Linked DNA regions of Mus musculus: region 2 is linked to region 1. A link is a contact called in public promoter capture Hi-C data. All regions are on one chromosome and are shown on one strand. Each heading gives the region's core, a stretch centred on a gene start, on an enhancer-like site or on the middle of the called end of the contact. The rest is flanking DNA. Distances are from core to core; before and after follow the strand shown.

The links. Promoter capture Hi-C pulls out the DNA fragments that hold promoters and counts their contacts.
Region 2: a contact with region 1 is called in a promoter capture Hi-C map of embryonic stem cells, with 4 times the contacts expected there. The contact joins the enhancer-like site here to the promoter of Slc22a16 in region 1. A contact is called at or near these places in 7 of 39 promoter capture datasets (the 3T3-L1 cell line, cranial neural crest, embryonic stem cells and 3 more) and 1 of 484 Hi-C or Micro-C datasets (cerebral cortex).

Annotation. Positions count from the first base shown.
Region 1 is chr10:40,567,600-40,573,473 of GRCm38.p6, reverse strand. It overlaps Slc22a16 (solute carrier family 22 (organic cation transporter), member 16), which reads right to left and starts at 3,112. Exons shown (of 8, transcript NM_027572.1): 1 at 2,953-3,112. The coding sequence starts at 3,005.
Region 2 is chr10:41,398,682-41,404,555 of GRCm38.p6, reverse strand. Ak9 (adenylate kinase 9) reads right to left here. Exons shown (of 40, transcript NM_001370813.1): 27 at 4,665-4,884; 28 at 2,259-2,324. Among named protein-coding and RNA genes, the nearest start is that of Gm25626, 14 kb to the right of the region's middle. Within about 2 kb of position 3,240, at least 5 of the 459 cell types and tissues checked have an H3K27ac peak or open chromatin away from gene starts, as enhancers often do. A contact at or near this core is called in embryonic stem cells, where this site is marked.

The DNA.
Region 1 (5,874 bases), core at 1,863-4,362:
TCTCTCTCTCTCTCTCTCTCTCTCTCTCTCTCTCTCTCGTGTGTGTGTGTGTGTGTGTGTGTGTGTGTGTGTGTGTGTGTGTTTTCAAGTACATTCACTAAGTTTTAGTTCCATGCCCATTAAGTCATTCCAGCATACAAGGTTGCAAGCTAGTTCAAGTTTATTGAGCAAACAACCTTTGCCCAACAAGGAAGTCGTCAGAAAGCCAATTTAACCTAAGAAAACTTCATATTTACTATTTTTTTCAAACCGAACATGAGAATATCTCTACTTTTCAACAAGCAATTGAGCACCAAGTGTCACCATTTCCCCTTGAAGGTAATAAAACCTCTCGGTGTGACCTGAAGTCAACAGCAAGTTTGCTCATTCTGCTAGATCCTTGACAGGAAAATATTCTGATGTCTTGTAACACAGTGGCCTCTGGGCCTCTAACTGCAAAACAGTGAGAGCCTGGCTGTTTGTCAGTGGGCAATTGGTTAAAGTTAACCAAGCACACACTAACAGCCTGGGAGATGCGGAATCCAGTGGTATTAAGTTTTTACTCAAAAAGCTGCAGTATACAGTCAAGTGTGAGTCATTTGGAAAAATGAAGTCTCAACTGAGAAAATGCCATCATTTTGGCCTGTTGTAGGCATGTCTATGGTGAGTTTTCTTAACTTGACTGATATGGGAGAGCCCCATTCAGTGCTACCCCTGGGCAGGTGGTCTTGGGGCTATATAAGAAAGCAGGTTGAGCAAGCCATGTAAGAGCAAGCCAGGAGTGGAACCCCTCCATGGGCTCTGCTCCAATTCAGTTCCTGTCTCTGGGTTCCGGCCTTGAGTTTTTGGCTTCCCTCAGTGGACTATGACCCAAGCAAGATATGGAAGCCAAATAAAGCCATTCCTGCCACGCCTGCCGCACAAACACAAGGACCTGAACTCAGATCCCCAGCTCCCATTTGGTAAGCCAGGTGAGCCAGCAGGTACCTGTATTATCAGTGTTGGCAGGGTGAACCGAGGATCCCTGAGGCTGTACTGGCCATGCCTAGCCTCTGAGTGAGCTCCAGATTCTGTGAGAGACCCTAACCTGAAAAGTATGAAGGAGGAGCTGGAGAGATGGCGAGATGGTTAAGAGCTCTTACTGACATACAAAAAGACCAGAGTTCTCTGTCTCACTACCCACATAGAGCTAGCAAATGCCATTAACTCAAGCTCCAAAGGAATATGACAGCCACTCTGGCCTTGTTGTACATACACACACACACACACACACACAAAGCACACACACACACAAAGCACACATGCACATATACATATAAATAAGTTTAATTAAAATTTTAAAATAATAAAATGGAGAGCAACCCAGGAGGACACCCAACAGCTGACCTTTGGCTTCCACATGCCCATGCGTATTCACACACAAAATAAAGTTAACTCAAAATCAACAGAAGGACCGACTAGAGCAGAGGGAGAAAACAGGAGGTGGTATCTATCAGGCTGACCTCACTTTCTGCTGTGAGCATTTGGCCCTTCCCTCCTGCAAGCTGCTCCCCAGGTCCACCCCCTGCAACCCGCTCACCATCATGGAGCAAGCCTGGGGACAGCAGCATGGTGCCTGAGTAACCCAGTGGTACAGATTCCATGCCCAGCTGTCTCCCACTGGAATCCAGACTGGCCTAGGACTCACTGTGGAGGCCAGACTGGCCTCAAGCACTCAGCAGTCCCTGCCTCCATCTCCCAAGGGCTGGGATTATAAGTACCAGCCACCATGCCTGGCTACTGAGTGGTTTTTAACCTCAAACTGTAACTAAACACTAACTTCTATGATTGCTTTAATTAGCTCCCTGAACACAAGGAGAAAATGAGACATTATTACCATCTGCCATGTAGGTGAGTGTCTGTAGAAACCTCGGGTAACCTTTTCTTTTTATTGTTTCTTTTCTTTTTATTTTTAACCTTTTTAAAGATTTTTTAGCCTTTATTTTTTATGTGAACGGGTATCCATGTGAGTCTGTACCCATGCATGTTGGATTCCCTGGGATCTGAGTTACAGACGGTTGTGAGCTGCCGTGGTGAGCTGCCGTGTGGGTGCTTGGAATTGAGCCTAGGTCTTCTGGAAGAGCAACCAGTGCTCTTAACCCCTGAGCCATCTCTCCAGCTCCCAACCCCGCCCCCCACTTTTAAGTGGTATCTTCCTATGTAGCTTAGGCTGGCCAGGAGCTTTCTGTCACCTTCCCAGAACTAGGGCTACATATGCGGACCACTTCTAACTGCAACATGTATTTCTACAGTTATTTGTAAGCATCTAAGGTACATTGTTCACCCAGTTTTTCAGATGGTGTGGTGGTAAATGAAACATTCAGGCCCATTATAGTTCCTATGTGAGAGCTGATCCTTCACCCCCACGTTAGTCTGCTATGGGTCTTCTATGAGCACACTGCCTCCATTTCCCAGTCATTCAGACATGGACTCCAACTTGCCTTTTGCAGTGACCATGAAATTAAGGGATGCATGCATACGTTGGGTATCTATATGAAAGCAAAGGCTAACCATCAGCCAGGAAAACCTGCCAGGCCCAAAGGGAAAGCACTCTAGGGTACATATAGGTATTCATCCTGGACAGTGGAAAAGAACACGGTTGGGCTGGGGGGTTTTCTACACCTGGGACCGTGCCTTCCAATAGTGTTTTTTTCCCCCAGTTGGTGGTCCAGAGAGCACACCAAGTCCCAACTGACCCGAAGGGGTGCGAATACTGCCTGCACCTGCCAAGTCCAAGCAGAGTCCGGCGCCTCCTGTGGCCAATGGACAAAAGGACAAGCCAGGTCATGGGTTGTTGGCCAGACTTGTGCATGCATTGGGCAAATAGGGGGTTGAGAAGCTGTGGAACCTATCCCAACCGACAGAAACAGACACCTCAGCGCCCCGATCACGTGCCACCCGACTCTGGCTCCATGTCCTGTTCTGTCTCCCTACCTGCCGAAGTGTCCTATGTGGTCAAAAATCAGCTCCACGTTGCAGGACTCCATGTCCGGGTGGCAGTGCTGAGCGCCCTGGACTTGGAGCACCGCACCCGACCCGCCTCACCTGCCCGTGGCCTTGGGTGCCCCTGCTGGGGAGGCCGCCCTCCTTCCTTCCCAGCAGTCCAAGCGTCTCAGGGATGCCACGTGAGGCACATCCTGCTGCTCCATTGCACGTGCGTCAACTCCTGCTGGATGCTTTCCCACCCTCTCCATCCTGCTCCCATGACCCCACAACTCAGGGAGGCGTCAACACTTCTAGGAAGTTTAGGAAATGCAGAGCCCCTGGCTTGGTCTGGGGACTTCAAAAGCACCCCATCTTCAGCAGGACACGCCTTTGCTCCCTAAACTTTCATGCTTAGGAATCCACTGTGTGGTGGGTTTTAAGTACACATTTATTATTCCACTCCCAGAGATTCAGCGGACCTGAAGTGAAATCAGGAATGATTTTGTTATTGTTTCATGGAGTGGGGATGGGCGGGGGGGGGGGGGGGGGTTGTAGGTCTATTTATGTATCTATGTTGTTTTGTTTTGTTTTGTTTTGTTTTGTTTTGTTTTGTTTTGTTTTGTTTTGTGATAGTGTCTAGCTATGTAGCCGAGGTAGCCTGGTCCAACCCAAGAGCTTCCTGCCTCTGCCTGCTGCGCCCACCTCTCATCCTCCAACTCTGGCCTCCACAGGCACCGCACTTAGGAGCACGAATTCAGGCATAACACATACACGATTTCAAAAGAAAAGGAACTTTGTCACAGTATATTTCTCTGCCCACCCCCATGCTTTTCTTCTTCTTCAAACAGCACTTCTTTTAAAAATATACCTTTTTTATTAATTGAGAATTTTATATATGCATAAAATGTATTTTGATTATATTCATCCCCTTCTCCTCCCCCTAATTCCTCCAGGTCCACCTCCCCATCCACCTCTAATTTGTCCAATTAGTGCCCCCCCACACACACACACACAAAGAAAGAAACAAACAAACAAAAAACCACTAGTCAAATTTGCACTGCCCATAGGTAGTAATCAGCCTTCCCAGAGGTCAACAACTCTCCCTCACTCCTCAGTCAGGGCTCTAAACTGAAGAGCTCCGCCCACCGCATGCTGAAGTGTTTTCTAGCTTGATCTTAAGCAGGTCTTGTACAGGAATCACAGCCGCGGTTGAGTTGCAGAGTATGATGGTCTTGCCACACCCAGAAGATGCTGCTTTTGATACCGTCTTCCCTGACCTCTGCCTCTTAGAATATCTCCCCCTCTCCTCCCCTCTCCTCCCCTCTCCTCTCATCTCTCCCTCTCCTTCCTCTCTCCCTTCCTCTCTCCCTCTCCCACTCCCCTCCCCCCATCCTCCCTCTCTCCCCCTCTGACTCTTCTGTATACTTCTCCATCACTATCTCCACCCTTTTTTTTTAATCATTCCATTCATTTACATGTCAAATGATATCCCACTTCCTGGTTACCACACCACCAATCCCCCATCCCACATCTGCCCTCCTCCTCCCCCTTGCCTGTATGAGAGTGCTCCTCCACTCACCCACACTCTCCTGCTCCACCACTCCAGCATTCCCCTATGCTGGGGCATCAAACCTCCCCAAAACCAAGGGCCTCCCCTTCCGTTGCTGTCAGGCAAGGCCATCCTCTGCTACATTTGCATCTGGAGCCAAGTATATCTCCAGGTATACTCCTTGGTTGGTGGTGTAGTCTCTGGGAGAACTGTGTGGTCAGGCCAGTCTGTACTGTTTTTCCAATGGAGTTGCAAACCCCCTCCAGTCCTTCCTCCAGCTCCCCCATCAGGTTCTCTGAGCTCAGTCTGATGGTTGGCTCCAAGCATCCACACCTGCATTTGTCAGTTGCTGGCCAGACCTCCCCAGTAAACACCTCACTAGGTTCCTGTCAGCAAGTGCCTCTTGACCACGGCAACAGTGTCTGGTTTGGTGTCTGCAGACATGATAGATCTCCAGGTGGGGCAGTCCCTGGTTGGGCCTTCTTCAGTCTCTGCTCCATTTTTTTGTCCCTGCTCTTCCTTTGGACAGGAACATTTCTGGGTTAAAATTTTTGAGATGGGTGAGTGGCCCCATCCCTTGACCAGGGGTCGTGCCTATCTACTGGAGGTGGTCTCAACAGGTTCTATTTCCCCCTTCTCTGCACATTTCAGCTAAAGTCAATCCTCTTGGGTCCTGGGGTGACTCCAGTGGCTACCCCCAGTTCCTTATGCCCCCCGACACATATTTTTGTTCAACTTCCTGACCCTCTGTGCCTCTCTCACATCTCCTCAGGTTCCTGATCCTGCCCCCTTATTTCCTTCCTGTCCTCTCTCCCTCCCAGGTCCCCCTCTCCCTCCACCTCCCACAGTCATCCTGTTCACTTCTTCATGCAGGACTAAAGCATGGGCTTTCTTCCTTCTACACTCCATATGGTCCTAGGCAGTGTGAGCTTTTGAGCTAATATTCACTTATCAGTGAGTGCATACTATGTGTGTTCTGTGTCTGTGTTACCTCACTCAGTTCCATCCATTTGCCTGTGAATTTCATGTAGTCATTGTTTTTAATCATTGCTTAGTACTCCATTGTGTAAATGTACCACATTTTCTGTATCCATTCTTCTGTTGAGGGACATTTGGGTTGTTTCTAGCTTCTGAATATTATGAGTAAGGCTGCTATGAAAATAGTGGAGCATGTGTCCTTGATATATGTTAGAACATGTCTTGGGTATATGCCCAGGAATGGTATAGCTGGGTCCTCAGGTAGAACTATTTCCAATTTTCTTAGGAACTGCCAGACTGATTTCCAGAGTGGTTGTACCAGCTTGCAATCCCACCAACAATGGAGGAGTGTTCTTCTTTCTCCATATCCTCGCCAGCATCTGCTGTCACCTGAGTTTTTTTAT
Region 2 (5,874 bases), core at 1,991-4,490, 830 kb before region 1:
TAATCAATTTTTGGAAAAAAGATGCAACTGAGAGCAGGTACAAATGAGAGCAGGTGCAGCTCAAGAGCAGGTGCAGCTAAAGAGCAGGTGCAGCTGAGAGAGAGCAGGTGCAGCTAGAGAGCAGGTGAGTCTGAGAGCAGGTGCAGCTGAGAGCAGGTGCAGTTGGGAGCAGGTGCCTGTACCCTGTTTCACTCTCTTTTGACTTCTGGTTCACCCAGGGCACCTAGTGATTTTGTTGATCTACTCTCCTGGCTTTTCCAGGGTCTTCCCTTCCTGTGGCTCCCAACTTAATAGAAGAGACCCACATGCCAGAGAAGGCCCAGAGGCAGAGCCAGTGGGCAAGAGAGCAGAGATTCTAGAGCGATCTGGAACCTGGTTTAGAGAAATCTCTTTAATCACATTCTGGGGCAGAGTTTCCACAAGATGGCAATGTTTCCCGTAGGATCCATGGAAACAGTTACTGGGCTGCTGAAGCCAACCTGTGGGTTACTAAGGTTTTCTTTGCTGCTAAAAACGGCTTTGTCTGCAAGTGTTCCTGAGTTGGTTTTAAGAGAGTAAGTCAGGTATGCTGCCAATCCACCCTCCCTGCCCTTGCCCCCACAGTGCACAGTGGGGGAAGCTGGGGTCATCACCTAATGTGAAGAGTTTGAAGTGAATACAAAACTATTTCCGCAATGCAGACAATTAAGTGCATTGTGGGCAATGGTTATCTACACACAGACCTTTTCCAGTAGCCTCTCCATCCTTATTTGAAAATGTGAAGGGTCAGTGGGCGCTTACCATTGCCTGAAGACTACTTTCTGGTGTGTTGGGTCCCAACTAATCTCAGAGGTGTCCCCTCTCCTGTTGACAAGCTTGCCAAGGACCAACAAAAGCCTCTCTCTCTGGAGCCCATTGAAAGGCTGGCCCAGGATCTGAAGGCTATCAAGCATGCAGAGTGCTCTGCCCTCAGTCACACAGAACAGCCTATGGAATGTGTGTGATGAAGCAAGATCAGCTGCTCTGGAGCCTCTAAGAGCACAGGAGAGGAAAGGCATCTCTCCAGAGTCCTTTCTGACCACGGGTGTCGTCATCATACCAAAGCAATGTTTAAATCAAACAGAAGATTAAAACTTAAAATCCATTCCTGCAATAGTGACAAATGACCTACACCTGTCCACAGGCACTGTGGGAGGTGAGGCCAATGGTGTTCCCTCCACCCACTTTTCCATAAAGTCACTAGGAAAAAAATTCAATACCCAGAGTGAACTTTCAGTTCATTAAGTCTCAAGCACTAAATGGGAAGAGACATCTGTAGTTAAGCTGGGCTGCCTGAGCTTTAGCCGAGGATCCACACGGTGGGATAAGAGAACCAACCCTCTCAAGTCCTAAATAATCCTCTGACCTCAACAAACATGCATGCAGGTCCCTCCCTCTCTCGCACACACAGTAATACATCAATCCTAGGAGTTTAGTGTATAAATTATTTTAGTGGGATACATAGTCAATTTTATGAAGAACACGTCTTAGTAGAAAATTTACAGCATTCTATTTTCTACAAAGCAGAATACTACATCTTTGAATAAAAAAAAAGGAATTTGGTATTGAACATAAAACTGGAATACATTGACAGAGCTCTAATAGGAGAGGCCTTAGTTTCAGATCCTGTTGCATTGGCTAGATGTGGTCATGATAAATTTCATCTTTCTAGCCACACTTTAAGGCTCAGACATAAGATTACTAAAGGGCAGGCAAGAATGATTATAAAACAATGCCCTAACTGCCTCACATTATCTCCAGTTCAGCATTTAGGAGTTAATCCATGAGGCCTTATGCCCAAACATATTTGGCAAATGGATGTAACTCATTATGTAGAATTTGGAAAATTGACATATATACATGTTTGTATTGACACTTGTTCAGGATTCCTTTTTGCTTCTCTGCATACGAGAGAAGCCTCTAGAAATGTAATTGATCATTGTTTACAAGCCTCTAATTCTATGGAATTACCTAAAGTCTTTAAGACAGATAATGGGCCATCCTATACTGGCAACAATTTTATATCATACCAAAAATAAAAGAAATAAATTTTACTAATCCCCTTTAAACCCAGTGTGAGTTCCTGTACACTTTTAAACACGGCCTTCTCCTTCTTCCACTGTTGAGACTATGGTGTTTTATACACACACACACACACACACACATATACATATACATACACACATATATATATATATATATATATATATATATATATATATATATAATATTCTACTTACGTCTTCTCTCCTTTTTTTCTCTCTCTCCAAAATAAGTTCAGCTCTCCTTTTAGCGACCATGTCCTCCTGTTGAGGAAACATTTACAGGTTTACAATGGACAAATATGATAAAAATCACTTGCTGTGTATGTGTTAATGTACCTTTTCAAGCTGGGGCTAAGGTGTGGTGGAAGGTAGGGACCTCACCAGGAAAATACGTGATGGTGACTGACTTAGCACATCCTTGCCCTTCTAGGCTATCGCCCTCCCAAGTGTTGAAAATGTTTGGAAATCTATTTTCCTTATGGTGTAGACAGGTCTTTGGAAGCACAGCTGTGTCTCCGTGGAAAGTGTATACGCATACCTTGGAGGGCTGTGGGAAGCATATACGCATACCTTGGAGGGCCGTGGAAAGCATATACGTATACCGTGGAGGGGATACGCTCAGGCTCAGGGAGGGTGAAGGATTAGGTCCTGCTCTTCTCCGGGTCTGACATAGTGTATCTGTTCAAACATCCTCAGGGTTTTGGTGTTGCTTAGCTCAGGATTCCCCAAAGTTTAACTAATTACAGTGTGCCCGACAGAGGCTGGCACTGTCTTGGGCATTACAATATATATCCTTTCACTTTCTTCTCAAAACACATCATCAAAGCAGGCAATGCCCCTATTCTAAGGGTGTGATAGTGGGGATCCCTAGAGAACTGTACAACAGCACCCAGGGTGGGGCTCCCTGATAAGGAAAGCCAGAAGCACCTCGTCTGGCTGCCCTAGTGAAGGGCTTATTACACCTACTGGAGCTAAAAACACTGCTAGGAAATGGATTTGGACAACACTGGGAGTTCTAACCCTGACAGTGAGACTTGACTCAGACATTTAGAGGGCTGGTCTGTGAGGAATTGGAATGATGAATGAATGGGACAGTTTAGGGGCCAGTCCAGGAGAGAGCACCGGCAGGTCACCGGCAGGTCACAGATCCGGATAGTTAGTTGTGGGTGGGAGCTTTACTCTGCTCTCTCAATGCCCCACCAAGCCCATCACAGAGCCCATCAACTGCTGCTGTGCCTGACAGAGGCCTCCTGGGAGGCCTGAAACCCACTAATTTAGAAAGACAATGGAGTACTACTCAGCAATTAAAAATAATGAATTCATGAAATTCTTAGACAAATGGATGGACCTGGAGTTAACTCAATCACAAAAGAATACACATGGTATGCCCTCACTGTTAAGTGGATATTAACCAAGAAACTTAGAATATCCAAAATACAATTTGCAAAACACATGAAACTCAAGAAGAAGGAAGACCAAAGTGTGGATACTTCGTTCCTTCTTAGAATGGGGAACAAAATACCCATGGAAGTTGTTACAGAGACAAAGTTTGGAGCTAAGACAGAAGGAAAGACCATCCAGAGACTGTCCCACCCGGGATCCATCCCATATACAACCACCAAACCCAGACACTATTGCATATGCCAGAAAGATTTTGCTGACAGGACCCTGACATATCTTGTGAGTCTATGCCAATGCCTGGCAAATACAGAAGTGGATGCTCACAGTTATCTATTGGATGGAGCACAGGGCCTCTATGAAGGAGCTAGAGAAAGTACCCAAGGAGCTAAAGGGGACTGCAACCCTATAGGAGGAACAATGATATGAACTAACCAGTATCCCCCAGATCTGTGTCTCTAGTAGCATATGTAGCAGAGGATAGCCTAGTAGGCCATCAATGGGAGGAGAGGCCCTTGGTATTGCCCTAGTACAGGGGAATGCCAGGGTCAGGAAGCGGGGAGTGGGTGGGTTGGGGAGCAGGGCAGGGGAGGGTATAGGGGACTTTGGGGATAGCATTTGAAATGTAAATGAAGTAAATACCTAATAATAAAAACAAGAAAGGCAAGCATTAACATGGTGGAAAAAAGCTTCAAAGAAGTCCTGCATTTGGGAGGCAGAGACAAGGGATGTCTGAGTTCAAGGGCAGCCTGGTCTACAGAGTTTCAAGACAGACAGGTCTACATAGAGAGACGCTGTACAAAAACCAAAACCAAAACCAAAACCAAAACCAAAACCAAAACCAAAACCAAAACCAAAACCAAAACCAAAAAAGCTTCAAATAGTTTTAAATTCATATTAAAGGATGAAAACTTTGATGAAAAATGTCTTCATGCTTACTGCAGCATTAAAATTTGAAACTTTCAGCAGGGCGTGGTGGTGCATGCCTTTAATCCCACCACTCAGGAGGCAGAGGCAGGCGGATTTCTGAGTTTGAGGCAGCCTGGTCTACAAAATGAGTTCAAGGACAGCCAGGGCTATACAGAGAAACCCTGTCTCAAAAAACAAAAACCAACAACAACAACAAAAAAAAATCGAAACCTTGTTTTTGTGAACATTACTTAGAAACCCAATTAGGTGATAAACAGACATCTTCCCGTGTACCTTGATTTTTGTCTTCAGGTCTTTGATGAGTTTTTTCCTCTCTAATTTCTTGTGCTGTTTTGTCTTCCACTTCTGAACTTGGGCAGGAAGGAGACGATCAAAGATATCTTGATCATCGACTTGTATTATAACGGCGGCATCTGGGAAAAATCCACGCTCGCCCAGAAACTGGGCCTCCTCAGGGTGCCGCGGGAAGCCGTCCAGTATGAAGCCTGTGGAGCTAGGTAGAAAATTTTATAATTTGCTTAAAACATCATTAATATTCCAGAGAAGCCACACCCAAAAGACAAACATCAAATGTTTTTCTCTTATTAAGATCAATCAATCAATCAATCTATCAATCTATCATCTACCTAGCTTTCAATTTCTATATGACATTTATTAACATGAAAGCAGAAGAGGAACCATTTTGTGAGAGGAAATAAATCAGTGGGAGATTATATCTATATATTTATATTTATATCTATATATGAAAATGTCATAGTCAGCTCATTATTTTGTATGATAACAAAAATCAAATAGAAAAAATATATTATAGATCTACTTATACTATGTATTGCCCAAGCTTTTGTCCCCGCCGGCAAGAACACACTCAGGACAACCGGAATCTTCTGCGGCAAAGCTTTTATTGCTTACTTATCAGGAGGGAAGACCCCGAACCAGGAAAATGGCGCTGCTTATATAGCCCACAGCGTGACGTTTCAGCACCTGATGTGGCGTGACAGCTCTTGATTCGTTGCTCGCCCATCACCCCATTACTACGCTGCGAGATGGGCAGTGACTAGGCGTGAGTTCACTCCTGCACTTGCGCATAAGGCTTGTTTACTAGTTAGGCGCAGTGGAAGCCAGCGCCATCTTATAATGGCGATTGCTCGCGGCACGCACGCGATTGCTCGACTCTGCCTCTATGTTCCAGAATTTATGTTTTACTTATCCCAGACATTTGAGTTTGCTAAAATGTGGCAAAAAATATGACTCTTGAAATCTTGGCCTAGCACTGGTATCTAAAAATCTAGCAGAACCTAGTTTAGTTCTCGACTCTTCTCAGATTTCCCTGCCTGCTGCAAAGCCTGCAGGTTTTTACTCGCCCCCAATCCCCAGGTACTATCTCCGCTTAGATCATAGAGTTTAGCATGTACTGATGAATTTTCACTTTATTCGATGGGTAATAAATAGTTTAAAGAATTTATACCTCTCCCACTTGCCAGCC